2 separate regions of the Mus musculus genome follow, and region 1 is linked to region 2. Evidence: chromatin contacts called from public HiChIP or PLAC-seq data. All regions are on one chromosome and are shown on one strand. The core of a region is the stretch at or near the end of the contact, and the rest is flanking DNA. Distances in the headings are between cores, read along the strand shown.

Evidence for each region. HiChIP or PLAC-seq counts read pairs in DNA pulled down with a chosen protein or histone mark.
Region 1: a BATF HiChIP or PLAC-seq map of CD8 T cells shows a contact between it and region 2, with 13 read pairs. The contact joins two enhancer-like sites. A contact is called at or near these places in 1 of 15 datasets of contacts at CTCF or cohesin (CD8 T cells), 1 of 484 Hi-C or Micro-C datasets (group 2 innate lymphoid cells) and 2 of 115 datasets of contacts at active chromatin or transcription factors (CD8 T cells and the HPC-7 cell line).

The regions. Positions count from the first base shown.
Region 1 is chr15:5,600,092-5,606,732 of GRCm38.p6, reverse strand. No RefSeq gene overlaps it. Among named protein-coding and RNA genes, the nearest start is that of Gm41258, 70 kb to the left of the region's middle. Within about 2 kb of position 4,417, at least 1 of the 459 cell types and tissues checked has an H3K27ac peak or open chromatin away from gene starts, as enhancers often do. A contact at or near this core is called in CD8 T cells, where this site is marked.
Region 2 is chr15:5,511,262-5,518,181 of GRCm38.p6, reverse strand. The region is part of intron 1 of 5430437J10Rik (RIKEN cDNA 5430437J10 gene); the gene reads right to left. Among named protein-coding and RNA genes, the nearest start is that of 5430437J10Rik, 18 kb to the right of the region's middle. Within about 2 kb of position 3,226, at least 112 of the 459 cell types and tissues checked have an H3K27ac peak or open chromatin away from gene starts, as enhancers often do. A contact at or near this core is called in CD8 T cells, where this site is marked.

The DNA of each region.
Region 1 (6,641 bases), core at 3,168-5,667, 87 kb before region 2:
AAGTGCTGGGATTTAAGACATGCGCCACCACTGCCTGGCTTCTTATCTCAGTGAGACTGTGTATCCAATCCCCTCACTTGGTGTTGGGACCTCCATTTGGCTTGTTCTGTTTGTATACATATTGCTACAGTTATGAGTTCATATGTACATCCACCCTGTTGTATCTGGAAGACAATGTTTTCTTAGAGTCATCTATCCCCTGTAACTCTAACAAACTTTCCTCTTCAAGTTTCTGAGCCATGAAGGGAGGGCTTTGATAAAGACATCCCACTTAGTATTGAGTGCTCCAAAATCTCTCAATCTCTACAAGTTATCCAGTTGTGAGTTACTATCTCACAACTACTTAACAACTGGTTAAGACTGAGCACTGCTCTGATCCATGCATATAGCACCATGACATTAGAATTGTTTTATTGCTATGTTTCTTTAAGAGAATAATAGTATTAAGCTTTCCCCTAGACCCACGATGTATCTAGTCCCATGTTCTTGGCCATTTTATCAGTGTCAGATATGTGTTCCATCTCACGGAGTGGGGCTTAAATCCATTCAGAGTGGTTGGTGACACTCATAACATTATGTCACTATTACGCCCATATATCTTGCAGGCAGGTGCCTGGTGTAGGTCTCAGGTTTGTATCTTGGTGATATTGCTGATTATCCTTCTCCTCCAGTAGCATGCAAGTATCTTCAAGTACTGTGAACACTAGTCAGTGCGGGTGACACTACCAGTTAGGCACCAACTCAACTGTAAGTTTTTAAAATATATTTGAAGAAACTTCACTTTCCTTCATAGTTGAATACAGACCAAAGCTAGGAATCACTAACCTGATTTAGGAAATTGAAAAAGGCCTGCAGATATCATCATGCTAAAAATAGACTTTTTTTCTTATAAAAAAAATGGTACACTCACAGTGATTTACTAGAGTTCATAATCAATGTGATAAACAAAAAGATAAATTATAAAAAATGGTAAATGGTGAAAATCAGAAGTAAAACTACAAAAATCTATAGATAACATGATTATGTAGAAAATTAATGATGTACTAACAGATTAAAATTAATTATATAAAACATCAAGGGTGAAGAGATATAAAGGAAATCAGTGATATGTATATACATATATTCTACCAACATTCAGAAAATAAGAATTTAAGTATTGCATTTGAAAGATTCTAAAATAGGGCTGGGGATTTAGTTCACTCAGGTAAGTGTTTGCCTAGCATGCCAAATGTCCTTGTTTTGATTCTTAGGACCACCTTAATAAGATATTAAGATATTGCACATGCCTGTAATGCAAGCACTTAGGAAATGTAGACAGAGAAATTAGCTTACATTCACCTTCAGGTTCATAGAGATCCTGAAGGTGAACCCTGGTTTACATGAAACCTAGTCTCAGTGAAATTGCGTGAAACATTTTGAAAACCTTGTATAAGGAAAAGAACTAACAAAATGCATCAAAACTTGCCTCAATATTTCCAATCAAATTCGTTTTTTAAAAATAAAAATTCTTACCTTTTGATAACCCTTACTAATATTGAAATGTCACAAGGCAATCAAATATCACCAGCAAAGTAAGCAAAGGGTTGAAGCTTTATCTTGTGTGGCTACCTAAGTCTTTCCTTCCTGCATGATACAAGAGTCCTCTGTTCCTGGGAATAGACGGAATCTAATGAGATTTGCTCATACAGTGGGGAAATTTCAGGTCATAAAAAATCTAATTTTATAATACAGAGTGTTTTATTGCTTATGTGACATTCTCTAAGGAGCCGTGCCTCATAAATCAATAAATTTTAGGTTTGTGTACAGTAAGCAATTGTGAACCTGGAACATCCTGCTTAAATCACCCCATAGATAATGACTCCTCTCCTAGCAACTATCATTAGCCTGTTTTTCTAGAGCTCCAAAAGCTAGAGTTATGAGAAAAACAGAGCGGCAATCAAAGGGGAATAAATGGATCACAGATCAGATGCCACCAACTCTACTTCCTCAAATTTTTACACAGAAAAATACAAACGAACAAGAAAAAATAAGCACTAAGCTAAGAGATATATACTATTTTAATATAAAAATTTCCAATATTCAAAAACATAAGTTCCTTTAACTATATAAATAAGTCCATTAAATATCAGTTAAATTTAAGCAGTTCTTCTTTTCTGCAAAATTTAACAAGCTATTTCTAAAGTTTATATGGAAATACAGTAGCCAAAAGATGTCCAGAAGCCATACATTTGTGGGCTATAAAAATAGCTAGTGAGACTAGACTATGTTTCAGTGCATTAGTTGCTTGTTGCACAAGCATCCAGCATCCAGCATTCAGCATCCAGCATCCAGCATCCAGCATCCAGCATCCAGCATCCAGCATCCAGCATCCAGCATCCAGCATCCAGCATCCAGCATCCAGGTAAAAGCCCAACATTGTAGGTGCTGTGTGTCCATAACCACAGCATAAGAGTGAGTAGAGATAGGCAGATGCTGGGGCTCACTGGCTAGTGAGACTCTATAAAACAGTGAGTTCCAGGCTTAGTGAGACCCTCTCTCTCTCTCTCTCTCTCTCTCTCTCCCTCTCTCTCTCTCTCTCTCTCTCTCTCTCTCTCCCTCTCTCTCTCTCTCTCACACACACACACACACACACACACACACACACACACACACATATCAATTTATTAAAGTGGCAGTTGTAGGTTCTTCTCCAAACTCAATGAACTCACTAGCCCTGGGTGATGAACTAGGTTTCCAGTACCATACATGGTTTCCCTCTTTTAAATAGTTCTTAAGTCCCATTAGAGAGCTGTTGGTTACCACCAAAGTATACATGCCACTACTGCACGCTTAGAGTTGTTGTGGCATACTGGTCATGGCTGTGGTTCATAGGCATCATAACTCAATAGGACTGTTGACTGCTTCCCTTCTGTGGAAGCTTGCCTGATACCTTCTTGTATCATGAAAGCTAGTCCTCAGGGAAAGCTTGGAACCTCTAAGGCCCTGTAAAATGCACGGTGTCTTCAACAATAGAGAGAAACATGCCTGGTGTGAGGGATTTTGGCAGATGTTCTTGGAGGAACCATTACCATCCATATGAGAAAATTTTATTTAAACTTTATTGTATATTTATAAATAGATAAGTGTGTTATAGTTTTTATTATAATCTCAAAAAATAAAAGAAATACTTTGTAAAAATAAATTGGAAAATTATAGGACTCCAGTAACAATCTCTGATCTTCACACATAAACACACAAATGACCACATCTGCATATACAAGCATACACACAAACAGGCACACAAACACATATGTGCATGCACACAGACATAAACCACACACAAACACACACTACAATTTCACTTAATGGGAAAACACAAACATATACACAGCTACATATACACAGAGACACACACACCACATACACACATGTGCAAACACATACACAGACATACACCACAGTCAGATAGACATACACAAGCACATACAGCAGGTTTATGCACATAAACATGTATATGCACACACACATGTACACCACACACACACACACACACACACACACACACACACACACGTACACAAACATCCACCACAGTCAGAGAGACACACATATACATATGAACCACAGATACTTATACACAAATACTAACTTTAAAAAATGGAAAACAAAAGTCTATGTTTATAATAAATACTAAAGCAGTGAAATTTTTAAAAAACAAAAATATAAATAAAACATGTCTAAAAAGATTATTTGGAAAGTATCTTTAAGTTTTTACTCTTTCTTGAGAACAAGTCTGCAAATGGGATCTGGGAATAAGTCTTCATTGTGATTAATAGTGCTGGCTTGGATTAGTTAGATGCCAGAAGGCACTTAAAGAACTAAAAAGATGTTACCAAAACAATATTACAGCACAGTGGAGCAGCCAACAACACAAGGTTACCATCTCTGTATGGACAAGATGGTAGTGATTTGCTACCATTCTGCACTGCTTCACTGTCCTCTACCAGCCTACAGGCAGGAAAGCAAGACTTCCAGAGCATGTGGTCCAGCAAGAGTGACACTAAACGCATTCTTAGTCAAGATGACTAGGATACTGTCCCAATAAACAATATGAGAAGGAGATGGAGCTGTTGCTCTGTGGTTCTACCAGAGGACCCAGATTTCATTCCTGGCACCCTAGGGCACTTCACAACTGTCTGCATCTCCAGTCCAACAGTATCTGATGCCCCCTTCTGACCTCCACAGGCATTGCATGCATGTGGGTCACAGACATACATGCAGGGATAAAAGAATCCCCACCACATGGCAAAACAACTGGAGCATGTAGAAATCTGTGATGTGTCTGTGGGCTGGCTTTGATTGCAAAGGTGCTATAGAAAAGTCATGATATTACCATGGTCTAGCTTCCTCTACAGGCAATCTCCTACTGTCCCTGAAAGGCTTGTCATCTCTAGTGCACTGGCACTTGATGTTGAGGTAAATGACATTATTCTGTAGTGCCATCTCTTTGGGATTCCTGTTATTTAAATTTTGATTGATGTGTCCAACATCAGATAAAGACTACTGACTTTTGACAGCTGAAATAATAGAACATGAGTGAAATTCTAAGAAACAATACTGACATTTGTTATATTTCACACCTGGGAAAGCCACGGTGGTTTTGTGCTTGTCTTAGTCAGGGTTTCTATTCCTGCACAAACATCATGACCAAGAAGCAAGTTGGGGAGGAAAGGGTTTATTTGGCTTACACTTCCATACTGCTGTTCATCACCAAGGAAGCCAGGACTGGAACTCAAGCAGGTCAGGAAGCAGGAGCTGATGCAGAGGCCATGGAGGGATGTTCTTTACTGGCTTGCCTCTCCTGGCTTGCTCAGCCTGCTCTCTTATAGAACCCAAGACTACCAGCCCAGAGATGGCACCACCCACAAGGGGCCTTTCCCCCTTGATCACTAATTGAGAAAATGCCTTACAGTTGGATCTCATGGAGGCATTTCCTCAATTGAAGCTCCTTTCTCTCTGATAACTCCAGCTGTATCAAGTTGACACAAAACTAGCCAGTACAGTGCTTTTCTGTCATCCCCAGATGGAACAAACTCTGGAAACTGTGCGAGAAATCCATTCCCTTTAGAAAGGGGAGATTACGAAGATGGGGCAGTTGGTTCCACATTCCAATGGTTTTAACAGTTCTCTGAGCTTCAGTGACTCAAGGAATTTATCTTCCTCCATCCTACGTCTGCGAAGGGGAAAGAACAGCCACAGTAGCCTTAACATCTTTCTTTGCAGCCTTTAAAAGATGACTAGAAAATGTTCACCCACAAGTATGGTGGTGGGAAAAGGATTCCTGGTCAGAAGAAAGAAATTTAAATCAAAGGACAGCTATAGATGTCAAAAAATATAGCCTTGCATAGATGTTGGCTTTGTGGTTCTTCTAATTGGTTATGTGTAAAATGAAAGAAATAATTATATGATAGTGGAAAATTACAAAGTTAAGTAATATATATTTATATCTATATCTTTAAATCATAAAAACACCTGAAATACCTAGAGATAAGTTATTATACTCAAAGTTTGTATAAGCATACATCAAAATATGATTTATGTGGGAGATTATATGTGTGTACAAAAGTTCCAACATTGAATCTTAAACCATTTAGTTCCATATTTGAATTTCTTCTTCACAGTTGGTCCAGTTGTTTTCTAAAATTCTTTTAATAAACAAAAATGGATGTCAATATTTTTTATTGTGCTCTCTGTGTCTTTGATATTTGCTGTTTTTACTTGTTGTTCATCCTAGGTTTATTCATCCAGAGTAGAAAGATCGATGAAACGCTTTCGTTAAAGACCCCCAGGGAATGGATTTTTCCTATTAATTGAATTTTCTAGTTAATAAGACAGTAAATTGGGAATTCTTGTTTCATCCTTTAAATATATAGTTAATCTCTATCATAAATATAATTAAATCAGAATTCATTGACGATCTTAGCTCAGGGCTATCATTTTAAATTTAAGTTCATACCTCCTAGGAGTCAGTGCCATTATTCATTCTCTCTCTCTCTCTCTCTCTCTCTCTCTCTCTCTCTCTCTGTCTCTCTCTCTCCTCTGTCTATCTGTGTGTGTATTGTGTGTTTGTGTGTGTATATGTGTGTGTGTATTATGTGTGTGTATGTATGTATGTATGCATGTGTGTATGTATGTATGTGTGTATGTATGTATGTATGTATGTATGTGTGTATTTATGTGTGTATGTATGTATGTATGTATGTGTGTGTATGTATGTATGTGTGTGTATGTATGTGTGTATGTATGTGTGTGTGTATGTATGTATGTATGTGTGTGTGTATGTATGTGTGTATGCATGTATGTGTGTATGTATGTTGCATTTTGCTGGGGATTGAACTGAAGACATTCAACATGCAAGACAAGCATTCTCTTTCTGTACCAGTTTCAACCCCTCTCAGAGTGAGATTATAAACAGTATATTTTACATCACTGGTTATGAAGATGTAAATTCGCATAAGCTGTTGCTTTTGGTAAATTCCAACCTCAAGATTTACTAAAATTTCTTACTTTTCGTCGATTGAATTTTTTCTTTATAAATAATTTGATTTCATCTTCTACTATTTCCTAAATATCATATGCCAAAACCTCTCTGGCAAATCGGG
Region 2 (6,920 bases), core at 1,977-4,476:
TCAGGGGGATTTCCAAAATCTCCTAACTGGAGGACAATCATAGCGGTGAGTTTGTGGGGAGAGTCGACCAATCACGGAGCTCTAGCTTGTGTTTTAAGGAAAAGGAAACTTGATTACCAGGAAAAAAAAAAAAAAAGTAAGTGTCAAGAAGGGACCCAACAATAATTAGTCCTGTTGTGAGGGGGAAATGCTTCTCAGAAAGCCATTTCACATCAAACGCCAATGTGGCCTCCTATCAAACCTCACTGTTCATGTTTTTTTTCAGATCTCTGAACAAGTTGAATGGAGTGGTTTCCCTTTCAACTACATTATAAAGCGTTTTCAAAGGCTTGTGCTATCTCCATTTGTAGTATCTGATAGTGAAGGGGCAGAGTTCATTTTTAGCCAATAAAATAACTCTTCATGAGGTTGTGAATTTGAGCCCAGACAAGCCACAAAAAGTACAGACTCAACTAGACGTTCAAAGTTCCTAAAACGCACACATACATCACTGCGAACAGTAAATACAGGAAGCACAGACCATTCTTCAGCCCTGGTCTCAGTTTTGATGAACTGTTTTGCCATGAAGAATCTTCCCTCAGACGGCTTGCACTAGAAAGAAAAGGACAAAAATACCCAGCCCTGGCTTTCTCACGGGGCAAACCTTTTCCTTTCTCTGTGTGAAAACTTCAAGGGTTTCTGATTGCCCACAAAAATTTTACAAGCTAGTCCCACAACATAATGTGACTTTTTAAAGAACAAGGAAGTGCAAGGGCCTCTCGCAGGCAGCGGCAGTGTGTTTAACTGCTGGTGTTAGCCACAGCAGTATGACCTCTGCTTAGAGCAGCTTTGACCACCAGTCATCAGCTCTGGGGAGAGACATACCCAATGTGACACAGGAAAGAAGTGTCAACTGTGGTAAGTCATGGCTGAGACCTATGGAGAATGAAACCCGTCACCAAAGTAGATCCAAAGCATAGGAAGGGTCCAGAATTCTCCATTTGGCAAAGTCAAATACAGGCATTATCTTCCTGACCTTGCTAGCAAACAAGGATACTGATGTGATAGAGAAACCTGAGAAGGGTATTGAATTTTGTTCTGTGACGGATTGAACCCAAGGCCTAACATCTGCCACTAAAGCTACATCTCCAGCTTTAGCAACAATGTGAATTTCCCTTCACATTTGATATATTTAAACATTACAGCATGCATGTAAGATACACGTTCTCTTTGTATATTATAAGCACCAATATTTTCTCTCAAATTTTGTGTGATACAAACCAAGATTATTTTTTATTCTTCACCAATTTTGTATATGTACACACTGAACTTGGGGGGCATTTTCACACCTTCTTATGTATTTCTTATCCATCCCATCTTATCTTCTCTTTCTCTTATCTCTTGCTTTGTCTCCTGAAACCTTTTTTCTTTCCAACAAGGCCCCTCCTACTTTGATGACATTTCTTTCTTATCCAATGGATTTAGTTATAGTTGCTTGAATGGGTATGAGTGGAGGGTCATTAACTGGAATATAGACAACTTACCAGTGGATATACTGACACAGAAAATGAACTCTTTCCCCCCAAACCTATTAACTGGCTGTAGTCCTTCAGTGAGGGGTGAAGCCTCAGGAGCCTCCAACAGGTACTAGAGGAAAGTGAGGTTCCAGTCTTGTGTAGGTCTTAGGTGGGTAACACTACTGCAGTGAGTTCACACGTGCAAACACTGTGTTGTGTCCAGAAGATATTATTTTTAAAGCTGCTTTATGCTTTATTTTCTGTGTGTGCATATAAGGAGAGGTGTTACTGTGTAGGGTTGTGCATACATGTGAACACGTTCACTATATGTAGAGATCAGAAAACAACTTACAGGAACTGGTTCTCCCCTACTGGCCATATGGATCGTAGAAAGAAATCTAGGTCATCAGGCTCAGCATCAGAGTCATGTTATTGTCCCATAGGAAATCTTCTTAGCACTCCATGCCAAACTCTGGCTCTTAAATATGTCCTCCCATCTCCTTCCACAGTGGTCCTTGAGCCTCATCATGGGTAGAATAGAGAGATCTGGTTGAGGAACAAGCACTCTCTGACTATTTACTCTCTGGAGTGTGACTAGTTGTAGATCTCTAAACTAGCTGTTGCCTGCTGCAAAAAGAAACTTAGACTTAGAACAGCACTGATCTATGAGTATAAACCTAAGCATTTGGAGGACAGTTGAATACCATGCCCATGTAAGATAACAGTCACAAGTCAAGAAAGTCTTCTAAACTTATTTCTATTGGAGAAAACACTGACATAGTCCATCTTCTTTGAGAGACATGGACAGAAGACATGCTTTGGGATGCTTAGCATCACTTCAGTGTCTGCTTTCTTCAATAAGTTAACTTTAACAAGTGCACCTTTAGCAAGCTAATAATTTTTATCTCCTTGTGGCAAAAAAAAAGGAGGATAGCCCATCCACACGTAGAAGATGACAGCCTTGAGGTGAGATCATCTTGGATTGCATGTTCTTAAATAGCTGGTATCTACTCAGTCAGGGTCAGGACTGATTTTTCTTCTAACTAGCAGGCCATCATTTTAAAAATATTCCTCCATTGCAAAAGTGAGATCTAATCCCCTGCTCATGCGTGTGTTCTATCTTGCAAGCACTATGATGAACTATGTGGCAGAAACAACATTCTACCAACACTGGCTCTTAACTCTAAGAGAAACTGCAGTTTCAGCTTACCTTTATTTTAAGAGCATTGAATGCCACATTAGAAATCTCCCTGGTATTTCAGAGCCCATTTGGTGATGCCATGACATGATATATAAAGATAAGGCCAGCTATCAACCCCAGTCTGGTAGTAAACCTTACCAAACAGAGGTAACGTGCATCCATTAAGGAACAACACACAATCTCTGAGATGTGTATATACATTAAAACACCAAGAATTCCCAAACATGTACACCTTGACACACTCCAAACTTAGTGATTAGGTGAAAAGCAGATTCCTTAGTTATGTATGTACCATGATATGCTCACCAAGAAAAGAAAAGCTAAAGAGACAAGACATAGCACTGCCTGTCAGAGAGACTTTCTGATGCAGGTTGTGTAGCATGGCCTTCTGAAAGCTATATATGGGGTTGGAGAGGCAGCTCAATGGATAAAGAGCACTTGCTGCTCTTCCACAGAAATAGAGTTCCATTTTAAGGATCCATGCCAAATGACTCACAAAAATGATGCCTAAAATTCCAGCTCCAGGATATTCAGAGTCCCCTTTTGGTCTCTGAAGGTACATGCATGCATATCACACACACACCACATGAGACACTCTCTGAGGGGGAAGAACAGAACATGGTATTTTCTATTTCTAACATTTGTGAACTTTCAGATTCTCTGATCAAAGTTTATTGCAGAAGATCCCTGAGACCCCTGGAAACGGACAAATTAGAAAGTCAGAAATAAAAGAGAGAATTTCAGATGCTTTGGGTATTGAGGTGTGATTTCTTTTTTCTTTCTTTCTGGCAAGCACCCACCCTTCTTTTAACTTTTTGTCCTTTCACTTTGTACTGCAATAAGCTCATCTTGGTGAATAGATTGCTAAAGATTTAATAACTGTCATACTTATTCGTTGTAATGTCTTTGTTCTCATATAAAATCTTTTAAAACTATTGTAAAAATTGCCAACTCATGCAGTAGGTCTTCACAGGAAGTCCCTTTACACCCACACAGGGGCCCACAAGGATGATTACATAAAGGAACTGTCTCCAGTGAGAGAAAAGACACACATTCGGTCCTTTGTTTTCAGGGTTGGTTTGTTTCCTTTGTGCATTCTTCTCATGCTTTTTGGTGACATAAAAATATGCTCTAGCTCACCAGGGTAGCCACTGTGACCTACATCATCATGTTCTCGTGCACTTTATGGTTTCCCCTTCACTTCAGGGGCGAGAATGCATGAGCCCAATTCAGCTTTTGCTAGCTGATGATGTCAGACATCATCAGTCCATGGAGGTGCTCAAACAACAGGAGTGACTTTAGCATATAAACAATTCCAAGATAGGTCTAGTTCTATTCTGGAGAGGAAAATAGAAAGTCATACATTTTATATGATTTTATAATTGATGACTAATGAGCGATAGGGGTTTTTTGTTAATTTGGAAGCTTGAATGATTTTTCCCTCAGTTTTCAACCAGATGTTTCCACTTTGCTGAATTTAGTAAACTAAAGCTTCCAATGTCTCACAATTTTTGAAAGACAAAATACCACTGTGTTGGTCAAACTGACCTTGATTCCTGAGGCCACAGGATGCTCCAGCCTCAGTTCCCCTGGTAAAAATGTTCTTTTTAAAAGTAGATTCTGTAACCCCTTCTCTAGCTCCCATCCTCATTCCTTACTCCTTTGGCTCTTTAGGAAAGAATCTAACAAAAGTTTTAAACTTTGACTACAGAAGATGATTCACTGGTACAATTTAGCATTTTCTTCATGTTATGGTGGACACATAGATTAGATACAAACAATACTTAGATAATCGTGGTTTCCCAATACATATCAGGAGCACAAATTTGAAGGCAGAGAGGATAGGAAGAGGGGAGAAAAAGATAAAAGGAAAAATGAAAGGAGGGAGGTAAAAGGATCTTAGTTTCCATCTAAAACAGATCTCTATCCTGTTACCTAGGATTTCACATTCACAAGGGTTCCGCCCCACCCTTCCCTCTGTGCTTTCCTAAGGAGCCACTTAACCTTTCCCCACTAAGGGGGAAGCCCTTAGTACCTTCCTGCTCTGTAAACACTAGCAGCAAATCCATTAAGTCACTGCATGGGGAGTGAGGCAATGAGGATCTTTCAAACTTTCCAGCTGTGACACAGCTTCTCTTTCCACCTGGCACACTGCTCACAGCTCTGCAAAGAGGAGTGTTCTGCCAGCAGCCCAGCGGCCAGACCACCTGGCCGAGGACAAGGAAGCCTTTCTTAAAGTGCCAACACCCAACCTTGGCTTGACTTGGTCCTACATTCTGAAACACATCCCTTCTTTCCAGTCCGTATGTTCTCTAGGAAGCTGCAGCACATCACACACACACACAAACACACACACACACACACACACCCCAAAGACACGAAGGTCCAGAAATGTAATTCTTGGCAAAATGCTCACTTAGCATATAAATGGCTTTAGATTCCATCCCTAGCACCCTAGAAACAGAACAAGGGAAATGGATCACTTGGTAAATTAATTGCCACAAGAATGAAGGTCCAGGAAGCCATGCTTAAAACTACATCATCATCGTCAACAACAACAACAAGAACACACCATCATTCCCTGTTTCTCTAACCCTAGCTACTTGGATAGGAGGAAGGAGACAGGTGGAAGCAAGTGGCTCTCTGAAGGTCTTGGCTTTTTACCGTAGATAGATCCTAACCCTGAAAGGTTTGGAAAGCAGCTATATGTGAATATTAAAATCCTCTGGTTACAGCAGACTACTTTCGTTATTACTGTTTCTTTAAAGTGTGGTATAACTAACTGACAAGATGGGGCTCATTTAAAAAAAAAAAAGTATGGCCTCCCACGTGTGTTGTGAAATTAGTGGATTTCGTGTCAAAGACACTAAGAATAGAAGGGATGATGTCACCTATTTTCCCTACCACCAAAAAGGAAAAGTGAAGGCATATTGGGAGGAAAAGTGTCAAACATTTAGTATTTGTTCATACTTGTTTTCTTCTCTTTGTGAAGGGACTTGTTTATTGCTGTTCTTTTAATGTGATAAATTAATATTCAAACCCGCAAAATTAAAAAATAAAATGAAACCTTCTTAATGCACTTTTCTCCATGTGGATTTTATTTCCTCTAAAGTATGGACAATGGCTCATTTGTATCAGAATATTTTTTTCCTTCTCTAATAATGATCTGCCAACCACACCCCAGGCCTTAAAGGTTAGGGCCACACACCTCTATTTACAACGGTCTTCCTGGATAGCTCTCACACAGAGAGCCACCAATTTCATGTTAACTTCTTACAGCAGTCCTATGAAAACAGTACAGGTGAAATCTTCCTGTACAGATAAAACCCAGGTAGACCTAAAATTGATATAAACAGCATTCATGCTGAAACAGCCCCACTCTACCTATTAGTTGGGCAATGTCTTGCCACATCATAGAAACCTTTGTAAGTGGGAGTTTGTTATCTAGTAGGTGAGTGACCTAGAAATACCTTTTGTCTTAATTCCCTATGTGGGAACTAACAGGATGCTGTCCTTGCTCTATTGCAAGTCAGTTGCCTAGCTAATGTCCCCAGCCCTAGGAGCACTACCTGGTAAAGAAAACTCAAACAGCCCAGGGATCCTCCCCCTTTTCTCAACTAAAGGGATTCCCAACGGCTGTCTCTACCTGCATAATCAAAGATTCCAACAGCTGCATGGAAAGGGGCACACACGTGCGCGTGCGCGCGCACACACACACACAAAGGCACACATGAAGGAAAAAAAGTTTAAAACCTTAAACATCATCAGGCAATAGTGAGCGATGGGACAGGCATTTAGCCCCAGCACGAGGGAGGCAGAGGCATGGGGATCTAGATTGAGGCCAGCCTGGTCTACAGAGCTAGTTCCAGGACAGCCAGGACTGCACAAAGAACCCCTGTCTCAGAAAACAAAACAAAACAAATGAGTAAACAAAATCCCTAAAATCACAGAGTTTGAAGAGGGCCCTGTGGACATTGGGACCCAGAACACATCTTAGGAAAGGAAGTGAGATAAAAAGTCATTAGAGACCTAAACCCACACTTCTCCCCATATGTCACCTCAGATCGTGGGCTATCAGAATTGAAAAACCCACTTTATCACTACAACCCCCAAACTTCTTCCGGTGACATTTTCACTCACATGGGGATTTGTTTTTTAAAAACTGTTAAATTTAAGTTACAGGCTTCAGAGGGAAAAGCCCACCATGTGAACCTAGATGTTTG